2 separate regions of the Sus scrofa genome follow, and region 2 is linked to region 1. A link is a contact called in public promoter capture Hi-C data. All regions are on one chromosome and are shown on one strand. The core of a region is the stretch at or near the end of the contact, and the rest is flanking DNA. Distances in the headings are between cores, read along the strand shown.

Region 1 (4,756 bases), core at 1,063-3,562:
AATAAAAGCAGAACTTGGAGGGAGGAAGACTGCCTGATCCAAAGTGTCCCTGAGACCAAGCGATGTGACATCACCTGGTGGGAAAGGCCAGCACAGCCTTTTAGAGAGAATGGCTTTGGGGTTGCCCAGGTGGCAGTGGTCAGCTCCCCCTCCAGCCCGGGCTCCGAGTTCTCCGTCCCAAAGAGGGGCCCGGCTCAGTGGAGAGTTAGAGGTCAGGGGAGGTACTGGGCCAAGCGGCTCCCTGACGCTGCCTTGGCTTGTGGAGCTGCAGGTGGTGAAGGAGATGGACAACGAGAAGAGGATCCGGCTGCTGCAGTTTGTCACTGGGACCTGCCGCCTGCCCGTTGGGGGCTTCGTCGAACTCATTGGTACATTTCCCCTTGGCCTGCGGGTGCCCTTGGGGGGGTGAGGACAGCTCAAAGAAGGGGGCAGGACCTAGTGTCTTCCTGGAAGCAGATCAGTGGGAGGGAGGCTGAGCCTTCAGCGGTTGGAGCCGGAGGGTCCTGCCTTCGGAAGGGACCATCCTGTGACACACAGTGCATTTTTCCGGACCACAGGAAGCAATGGGCCACAGAAGTTTTGCATTGACAAGGTTGGCAAGGAAACTTGGCTGCCCAGGAGCCACACCTGGTGAGTGTGTTGGTTGGAGGGGAGGTGGCAGGAACCTGAGGCCGGGAGAGCGCCAGAAGGCAGCCCAGTGGGCGAGGTGTCTTCAGGGCCTTGACACTGGCCACTCTTGAGTAGCTCTGGGTGTTGGGCTTAGAGAGGAGGGGTGTGGCATGCCTGGGCCTCTGACCTTTGGGAGCTGTCACGCAGTTCCGCGCTCTGTTGGCCACCCCAGGGGTTCACTACTGAAACACCCTCTTCAAGTAGGCAAAGAGCTGCTGTTCCGAGCGCCCCCTGTTGTTCCCCATCTCCCCTGCAGCCCTGCCTCCTCTAAGCCCTGCTTGGTCCAGGGACACAGCAGAGAACCCTGTCCCAGGATCTGTCTGCCTGGCATCACGGTTGAGCGCAGTGGGGTGGTGGTGGTGGGGTTCTATGTGGACCCCCGGTGGCTGTGAGAGCTCTGACCTCCCTGTGCTGTCTGCCCAATTCTTTCTCACCAGTTTCAACCGGCTGGACCTCCCACCATACAAGAGCTACGAACAGCTGAAAGAGAAGCTGCTGTACGCCATCGAGGAGACCGAGGGCTTCGGACAGGAGTAGCTGAGGCCGCCCTCTCCCACGCCCCCCAGCACATATGCAGTCCTGAGTCCTCCCTGCCCGAGAGGCTGCTGGCTGCGCAGCCCCCGGGAGGCCCCTGCAGACGGTGGCCCCGTGTGGGACCACAGCGTCGTCAGGCCGGTGGCGGCAGAGCCTGCCTTCAAGAGGTCCCGCCTGCCCCTCCCTCCTACCCACTGGTGGCAGCCTGGAATAAAGCCCCCATGTCACCCTCGGCCCCATCACCCACTGCAGTGTCGGGAGAGCTGCCCCTCTGTGCAGAGCTCACCCTCCTTCTCCCCGAGACCCGCCCTAGCTGTGTGTGAGGGTGCCAGGCAGGGCGCCCGAGCCCAAGCCCTGGGCCTCACGGGCTGGCTAGGTGAGAAGGAGACCGGCCACTCGGGGTAGGTGTTCTGGGCTAAGGAAGCCCAAGGTCTTCGCCAGTAAAAGAGGTTCTGTTTTATATGGAACTTTCCAGTGACCTGTGTAAAGGAAGGTCTGAGGGAGAGGAGCTCTGGATCTAGGCCACCTCCCTCAATGGCTCTAGCTCCCGAGGCCGAGCAGCAAGGCCCCTTCCTGCACTCGGCGCGGGCCCGTTCGTTCTTTCCAGCAGATAAAGGGTCATGTCAGTGGGATGGAAACAGCAAACGCCCTCAGACTTTCTTTTCCCTTTGACATAAACTTGAAGCATTTTGTGTGTGGGGTTGCTTTGTGTTTCGTGGTTGCTATGCTGCTGTCACTTTCCATCAAGGAGCTGGCGTGCCAGGCATGGCTAGGACCTCGACGGCCCCAGCCCTGTTTGTCCAAGAATTGCCCCAACAGCGGCTCCACTTAGGAACCTGCTCAGCAGTTGTGTGAGCTCAGGCAGGCCTGACCTGGCAGCTCAGCTTCACAGCAGCCTTGTCCCCGAGCCCTGACAGAGAGGGAAGGGCGCTGTTGTCCCGAGTGCCACCCCAACCTTGCCCTCTCCCTCCGCGAAGAACCCCCCCCGCCCCCACCACCGCTAGATGTAGCGATGGGGCTCAAGTCCCTGGACCTCCAGGCAGCCCGTGCGTCCGGGTGGAGAATGAGGTGGGACGCAGCCACTGTGGAGTGAGCCTACTCTGCCTCCAAGTGAGGCGACAGCTGCTTGTAGGAAACCAGCAGAAGGGCCCTGAGCTGCCATGCCCAGTCGGGCCTGATTTCTGGAGCTCCCGCCAGCCTCTGCCGTGGGCATCCTGCCATGTGTTGCAATCGTCAAGGTGAACACACTCCTCTGGGAAGCTGGAGTGGTGACTGTCGCGGGGCCCCCATGCAGCCCTCGGGCCGGTCCAGGGGCCTTCTGAGGACCCTGTCATGGTCCCAGGGCCTCGTCCTTCCCTGGCCCGGCCCAGGGAGGAGGGCCCTGGCCGCTCTGTTGCGCGTGCTGATGTCAGCGGCTCAGTTCATCGCGGCTCAACCATTTTTCCTTCCCTGGAATCGTTTGCCGTGCTTCCCTGCAGCATCTCACCGTGTTGGGGGTTGGGGTGCCAGCTGCCAGGCGGGGTTTGGAAGCCTCGGGCTCTGGGTGTGCGGAGTGTGTTCATGTGGGTGTGTGTGTACATATGTGTATATAACTGAGGTGTCTGTACGGAATGCCCTTTGGTAGCTCTGAGGTGGTCACCAGATTGTTTTGTAACGCTCCCCGCCCTTGCCTCGGTATTGCCAGTTTCTTGTGCAATAAACAATCAGCAGCTGTGGGTGGTGTTGGCGTGGATGTGTCCAAATCTCTGTCCTCCAGGCAAAAGGCCTCTGGGCCCCACACACCCTCCAGGTCCAGACTGGGTGGAAATTCCATGACCTTGCTGGTTTTGAGAATTGTGTGCGTCATCTACCAAGACAGCCGCACTTCTGACAGGTTGCTGTGTCCTTGTCCAGGGGTTCCAGACTTCAGCCCTCCGTCACTTGGTTCGCGGCACCCTTTTGGCCTGGGTCTCTTTGGGCAGGTGCTGTGGCACAGGAGTGCCAAGAGATGAGGCTACAGGTTAGACAGGCTTCGGGCACCAGCTCCTGGGGACAGTGTTCTGGGCGATCATTCATTCGAGAAACATTTCCTGGGATCTCTTGAGTTCCCTGATGGTGCAGAGGGCTCTCTGGTCTTGGGCTCTTGGTCAGACAAGGGCTTGCTGACCCCTTTCTTGAAGGGTTCCGATGGGACCCATCAGTGCGGTCTTGGTGCTTTCGACATGGAAATGACTTTGTCCTGGATCAAGCCTTGCTGTGATCAGGCTTCTTTCCAGGGGAGGCAGAGATGTACAGAGCACCTCCTTCCTGGAGTTCATGAGCCGAATTCACTACCCCCCAACTCCGAAGCCTTTCTCCACTTGACAGGGCAGTGCCGTACTTTCGAGGAAATGATCCACCGAAGTCTATACATTATACAGACATCTCATAATCAATTCAAGTAAGACACCTCTCGGTGAAACTGTTCTCCCCACAAGTAACTGCTGTTCAGTGGGTGGTCCTTCCAAACAATTTTGTGTGTATAAATCATATATACATATAGTTGGAAAATACACCAAAAATGACATACATGTTGAGCAGCTTATCTCATTAAATGAGGTATTAGGGACACCTTTCCATGATTGTCAGCATAGGTCCAATGAATTCTTTAGGGCGTGATAGTCCACGGTATGGCTGTTCTGTAGCACACCCGTCTTTGTCCGAACAGGCATTGCATTTGTGTCCAGTTTGCTGGTGAATGCTGTTGGCCAGGTCTTGTGCATCGATGCTGCTTTTCCAGGAGGGGCCCGTCCTGGAGTTGGACTGTTGATTATGCACTTTTTTTTTTTTCTTTTTTGGTCTTTTCTAGGGCCGCACCCGTGGCATAGGGAGGTTCCCAGGCTAGGGGTCTAATCAGAGCTGCAGCCGCCTGCCTACACCACAGCCACAGCAATGCGGGATCTGAGCCGTGCCTGCAAACTACACCACAGCTCACTGCAACGCCAGATCCTTAACCCACTGAGTGAGGCCAGGGATTGAACCCGCAACCTCATGGTTCCTAGTCAGATTTGTTAACCACTGCGCTACGGGGAGAACTCCTGTGCACCTCTATTTTTAATTTAAAAACTTTTAAAAAGGTTTCAAACTCCAGGCTAGAAAGGGTCCACTGTGAAAGCCCCCCTCCTTTGTTCCTTAGCCATTCTGATCACCTTCTGGAGGCAGGCATTGTCGCTGGTTTCTTTTGGATCCTTCCAGATAGATTCTACCCAGCAGGCATTGTCGCTGGTTTCTTTTGGATCCTTCCAGATAGATTCTACCCAGTTGCCCTTCAGAAACATTCTTGTCTTACCAGCCTTTGCAGTGGACAGGACCCCTTGCTGCCCCACTCTGGTCACTCAGTCTATGAGCTCCCTGTCTCTCCTTTCGGCTCTTCTTCCACTTCTCCATCTCCTAACTCTGGGCATCTGCCCTTTTACTTTTGCATGGTCAAAGTAGGTTTTTTTTTTTTTATTTAAAATATTTATATTCCGAAGTTCTCATTGTGGTGAAGCAGAAACGATTCTGACTCATATCCACGAGAAGGCGGGTTTGATCC
Region 2 (4,756 bases), core at 803-3,302, 540 kb before region 1:
TGTATCAGCCTTCTACTATTACCGTTTTTCTAATTGGCTGATTATCCCAGCACCTCTGATTCTGTTTGTTCAAAGGGAAAGTTCCCTAAGCTTCTTTCTGCAATGGCATGAAAGAGCTCAAAGTCAGACCCAGATTTTCCAAGCTATTTCCAAGCTGTTCTCTTAGTTTATCATAAACAAGGGTGACCAAACCCTAGGCCAGTTATTTCTAGCCTTTCACGATGTTCCTGAATGGTACAACAACCTCCAAAATGTCAGTCTTCAATGCCAACTCACCTCCTGCATACTGTGGCCCCTCCTGCCAGGGATACCAGGAAGACCGCCAAAATCCCAAAAGCTGAGCACTGGCCATTAACAGTTCTTTCCAAGTCTGGGCTAGGAAGGGGTTGCCCAATGAGATAACATCTTTGTGTGTGTTACATGTTTGAGTGTGCACAGTGGCTCTCTGTCCATCTCTGTTTGTCCTCCACCCCACACAGAAAAGATAAGCACTGATTCTCTAAGACCTTTGATTTTTGTTAAAAAAGAAATTAAAATAGAGCCTTACAGCCTCCTTGACCAGTTTTCTACTGGATTCCACCACTGCCTCTGTCAGTGTAAATTCCGTTTTAATCATCTCCAGCACATTGATAGCTGATTCCAGTGGTGTGAGCTCAGCCTCCATATCAAAGGAACAGTCTAGGACAAAGAGCACAGTTTTCACTAACCTATTTTCTAAGGAGCAGAAGAATTATGTCCAAATATATATATATATACATATATATATATATCAAAAAGAAACATGCAAATATAGTTAAGATTTGCATTTAATTTGCTGGTATACTGGCTGCAGACTTACAAACATGTTAACGGTCCAGATTCAAATTAATGAATTTCAAGTGATTTTCAGTAATTTTCAAGACAGGTAAAAAAATTTATTTTTTAACACATTCATCTGCATCTAAATTTCAGCATACTCACATCTTCCTCAGATACAAATGGCCAGAAACTGAAGGCCGTTTTGCTAAACAGCTGTGAGGTTCAATTCCGGGGGAGAAAAAGTGTTCTTTAAAACACACCACTATGGAGGAAAAATGGTCATCTTCACATAACTCACTTCAGATAGCAACAAAGTTGGGGCGAGCAAGAAACAGGTGGGAGGAAATAAAAAAACAGAGAAAAGCAGCCAAGAGAATCCCAACTGTAGAAAACTAGAACTAGAGAATAAACTCATCCTAGAAGGAAAAAGACCACTGTATCGAAACATAGCAGCCCACTTTAATCGTGAATCTTTCAGTCCCGGATGTAAGTTTGAAAACAACATAACCCTAAATAAGCCCAGAAAAGAACATAAAAATAGCCATACCTAAATTCTCCCCTTCTTCAATGCGCGACAGACACTGCATAACCCGCAGCAGCCGAGACACGGTATGCTCCTTCCCCAAGGGCCTGACAAGCAAAGCTAGGAAAGAAGACATCGTTGGCACGGCGACCCCCAGCCCCGACGCTCGGGCCCCGCAGATCTCCTTCCCAGGAGCCCCCCAGCCTCCCTTTCCCGGCTCGGCCCTCACCCTGCATGATGTCCCGGATCTGCCTGAAGTCCTCGTACCGGCTACCCCGAAAGGCCCGCAGCGCCTCGTGGAAGTAGAACTTGAGCACCCAGCGGTTGACTGCCTCCTCCAGCCGCGCCTCCCCCGCGCCCCGCTCCGCGGCGCCCCCCAGCCGCGGCGCGTGGCGCCCCCGCCGAGCCCGCCCGCCGCTGCGGGACGTCCGCCTGCCTGCCGCCCGCCCGCTGCTATCGCTGCTCCCGCCTCCTCCCGCCATCGCGTCCGATCGCCGCGCGCCCTCCCCGCCCTCTCTGCCGGGACGCTTCCCCGACTGTGACGCCGCCGGGTCACGCACGACGCCCGGGCCGGAAGCAGGGCCTGCCGTCCCGGCTCCCGCGGCCATGATACGAACACCGTTCTGAGGCGCCCGCGGGCTTCTGGGAGGGAAAGGACCGGGGGCTCCCTGGCCCCCTCTCCGACTCCGTAGTTCCCGGTGTGTCGGCCGCAGTGCATTCTGGGACTTGAAGTTCACGGCAGCCAGATGGGTTAAACCAACCTAGGTTTGTGGTCAAATGTCAATTTCCCTCCGCTATTTTGTAACACTGTACTGGAGACTCGGGGCTATGTATAAAATATTGAAAAACAAAGGCGTGAAGTGTGTATTAAACATTTTTTAAATCGCGAAATGTAACATAGAGAGGAAACTTTGTTAAACAAGTTTACATTTTACTAAAGTAAAAGGCCAGTGTTAACCCAGTCGAGGTCAAGAAATAGAATATGGCCGGCACCACGAAACCCCTAGACATGTAAGACATATACGTTTTTAAAATTAGAAAAATAGCACATTTTGTTGTAGAACAATTGGAAGAAATAATGCAAAGCTTAACATTTAAGTCAGCCTTATCCCCACATGAAAAAACAAGCTGACATTTAGGTTTATAGCCTTCCAGTGTCTTTTGTATACCTTGTGTGTGTGTTTGTATACACACACAAAAAAACTAGAATTATGTTATATATATATTTTATAGAGCCTTTATTTTGCATTCAGCATCTAGTGGACATCTTTACATGTCACTAAATACTTTTTCTACAGTATCTTTAGCAGCTACATAGCATTCCAATATATGGGTGAAATGAAAGCCTCCTTTATATAAACCACTACTGTAAGGCGTTTAGGCTATTTAAAAATTTTGTAATTCTAGACAATCTAAATGTTAGAAAGATCCTTTTAACTATATCATTGCACAAATTCATAATTATTTCCTTAGAATAATTTCCTTTAAGTAGAACTACTGAGTCGAAGAATACACAGAGGAGTTTCCCTGGTGGCTCAGAGAGTTAAGCATCAGGCATTGCTACTGCTTGTGGCTCAGGTCACTGGTTTGACCCTTGGCCAGAGAAGTTCCGTATACTGCAAGCATAGCCAAGAAAAAAAAAATAGATTACACAGTAGAACAAAGATCAGGACATTCACTCATCAACCTTCCCTTTTACTATTGAACAAAGTGCAGACTCCTTAACATGACTTTTAAAGTCTGAAGAAGTTACCTATTTGCCAACCTCATTTTGGGCTCACTTTTCATATGTGTATGCACAACTTTTATCACTTCCTTTTCATCTACTACTCAGTTTGCTCAGAGCTTCATGTTGTCCATTCCAGCCTAAGGAAACCCTTCCTGTCCTTCAAACCTCACTTGAAGGACATTTCACCCTTTCTTGACTTTCTGAGTTATGTTAAATCCCTTTGGTGCTCCCTCCTTTGCCCCTCCTTCATCCTTCCTCAGCACTTCTGGGGCCACGTACTTTGTCTTCTTGTTTACCTTGCATCCCAGAACCTAGCTCAGGACATGTCACATTTCTTGAGGTTGGATTGAATTGAGTAGGCACATAAGTAAGGCTTTTAATACATGTTGAAAAACTGCCATCAGCAGATTATATTTACTGAAACTTAATTTCACATCCACCAGCAAACTGTATTTACTGAAATAGGGACATTCTTAGGGCTTCCTCACATTTCTTATGTATTTGTGTCATGATTTTCTCAATACGATACAGCAGACCACACAATCTTGTGACTGTGTGGGATACTCTGTCTGTGTTCTTTTCTTCCTTACTATCCCTGTAGATAGACCCGGAGAGGACTTTTTTAAAAAAATCACTTTTTCTCTCTTCTCCAAGTCTCTTTTTGTCCAACCCCAGTTGCAAATCCACTTCCAGCCTTCACTTTGCTGGACATGTTCTTAAAACTTACTTTGCACTTCTGTGATAAGTTTGCCGCATTGACCTTGGAAAGCCTATTCCCCATGTCTCCATTGGTTGTATCATTATCTTTCACATCCACTGTATCTTCCACAGGCAGGGGAATGAGTAAGGGGCATTTCCAAAGGACTGGGTAAGCTTGGCAGGGGTGTAGGAAGGAAGTGGGGACATAAGATGTGAGTCACCTATAGGTGTCTCTGATGACCCATAGGTGTCTCTGGTGACCTATAGGTGTCACCACCCATATCTGGACTAAATAGAGAAACCCCAGTTCTGGTGGGTGGGTGTGCCCCCTCCCTGAGAGGCCCAGTAACTGGTCTAGCTTCAAAGGCTGTTTTACCAGCCCCACCGGACTAGAATCAGCAGAGATCTAGTTTGGAGCCACTAAAGGACAACTCAGGAGGGCAAGTGGCAGCTTCATTGAGGATGTGAAATGACATGCTGGATCCTTGAATGAATTAGAGATGGACCTTAATTTGTATAGATCTTGGTCTGACAAAATCTCCAAATGGCGGACATTCCAGAATAGGAGAAGAGGCCTCTCAGTCTGAAAGATCTTTGGTGATTGTGACTGCTTTGTGATCCTAGCCTGCCTGCTTTAACCAGGGGCTGGGTTGTCTGCCTCAGATCCTGATTCTTGCATTTGCTAGATGTGTAACCTTGAGCAAGTTCCTTGACAACCTCTGTGCTTCTGTTTCCTCATCTTTCTTTTTTTTTTTGCTATTTCTTGGGCCGGTCCTACGGCATATGGAGGTTCCCAGGCTAGGGGTCTAATCGGAGCTGTGGCCGCCAGCCTACGCCAGAGCCACAGCAACGCAGGATCCGAGCCGCGTCTGCAACCTACACCACAGCTCACGGCAACGCCGGATCATTAACCCACTGAGCAAGGGCAGGGACCGAACCCGCAACCTCATGGTTCCTAGTCGGATTCGTTAACCACTGCGCCACGACGGGAACTCCTGTTTCCTCAT

What was found. Promoter capture Hi-C pulls out the DNA fragments that hold promoters and counts their contacts.
Region 2: a promoter capture Hi-C map of liver shows a contact between it and region 1, with 11 times the contacts expected there. The contact joins the promoter of TERF2 here to the enhancer-like site in region 1. A contact is called at or near these places in 2 of 5 promoter capture datasets (fetal liver and liver), 14 of 47 Hi-C or Micro-C datasets (adipocytes, blood, embryonic fibroblasts and 9 more) and 1 of 2 datasets of contacts at active chromatin or transcription factors (skeletal muscle).

The regions. Positions count from the first base shown.
Region 1 is chr6:17,066,942-17,071,697 of Sscrofa11.1, reverse strand. It overlaps WWP2 (NEDD4-like E3 ubiquitin-protein ligase WWP2), which reads left to right. Exons shown (of 24, transcript XM_021093861.1): 22 at 272-368; 23 at 558-630; 24 at 1,107-2,918. The coding sequence ends at 1,206. Among named protein-coding and RNA genes, the nearest start is that of MIR140, 8.3 kb to the left of the region's middle. Within about 2 kb of position 2,312, at least 10 of the 83 cell types and tissues checked have an H3K27ac peak or open chromatin away from gene starts, as enhancers often do. A contact at or near this core is called in liver and omental adipose tissue, where this site is marked.
Region 2 is chr6:17,603,044-17,607,799 of Sscrofa11.1, reverse strand. It overlaps TERF2 (telomeric repeat-binding factor 2), which reads right to left and starts at 2,052. Exons shown (of 10, transcript XM_003126908.4): 1 at 1,551-2,052; 2 at 1,346-1,441; 3 at 548-678. The coding sequence starts at 1,929.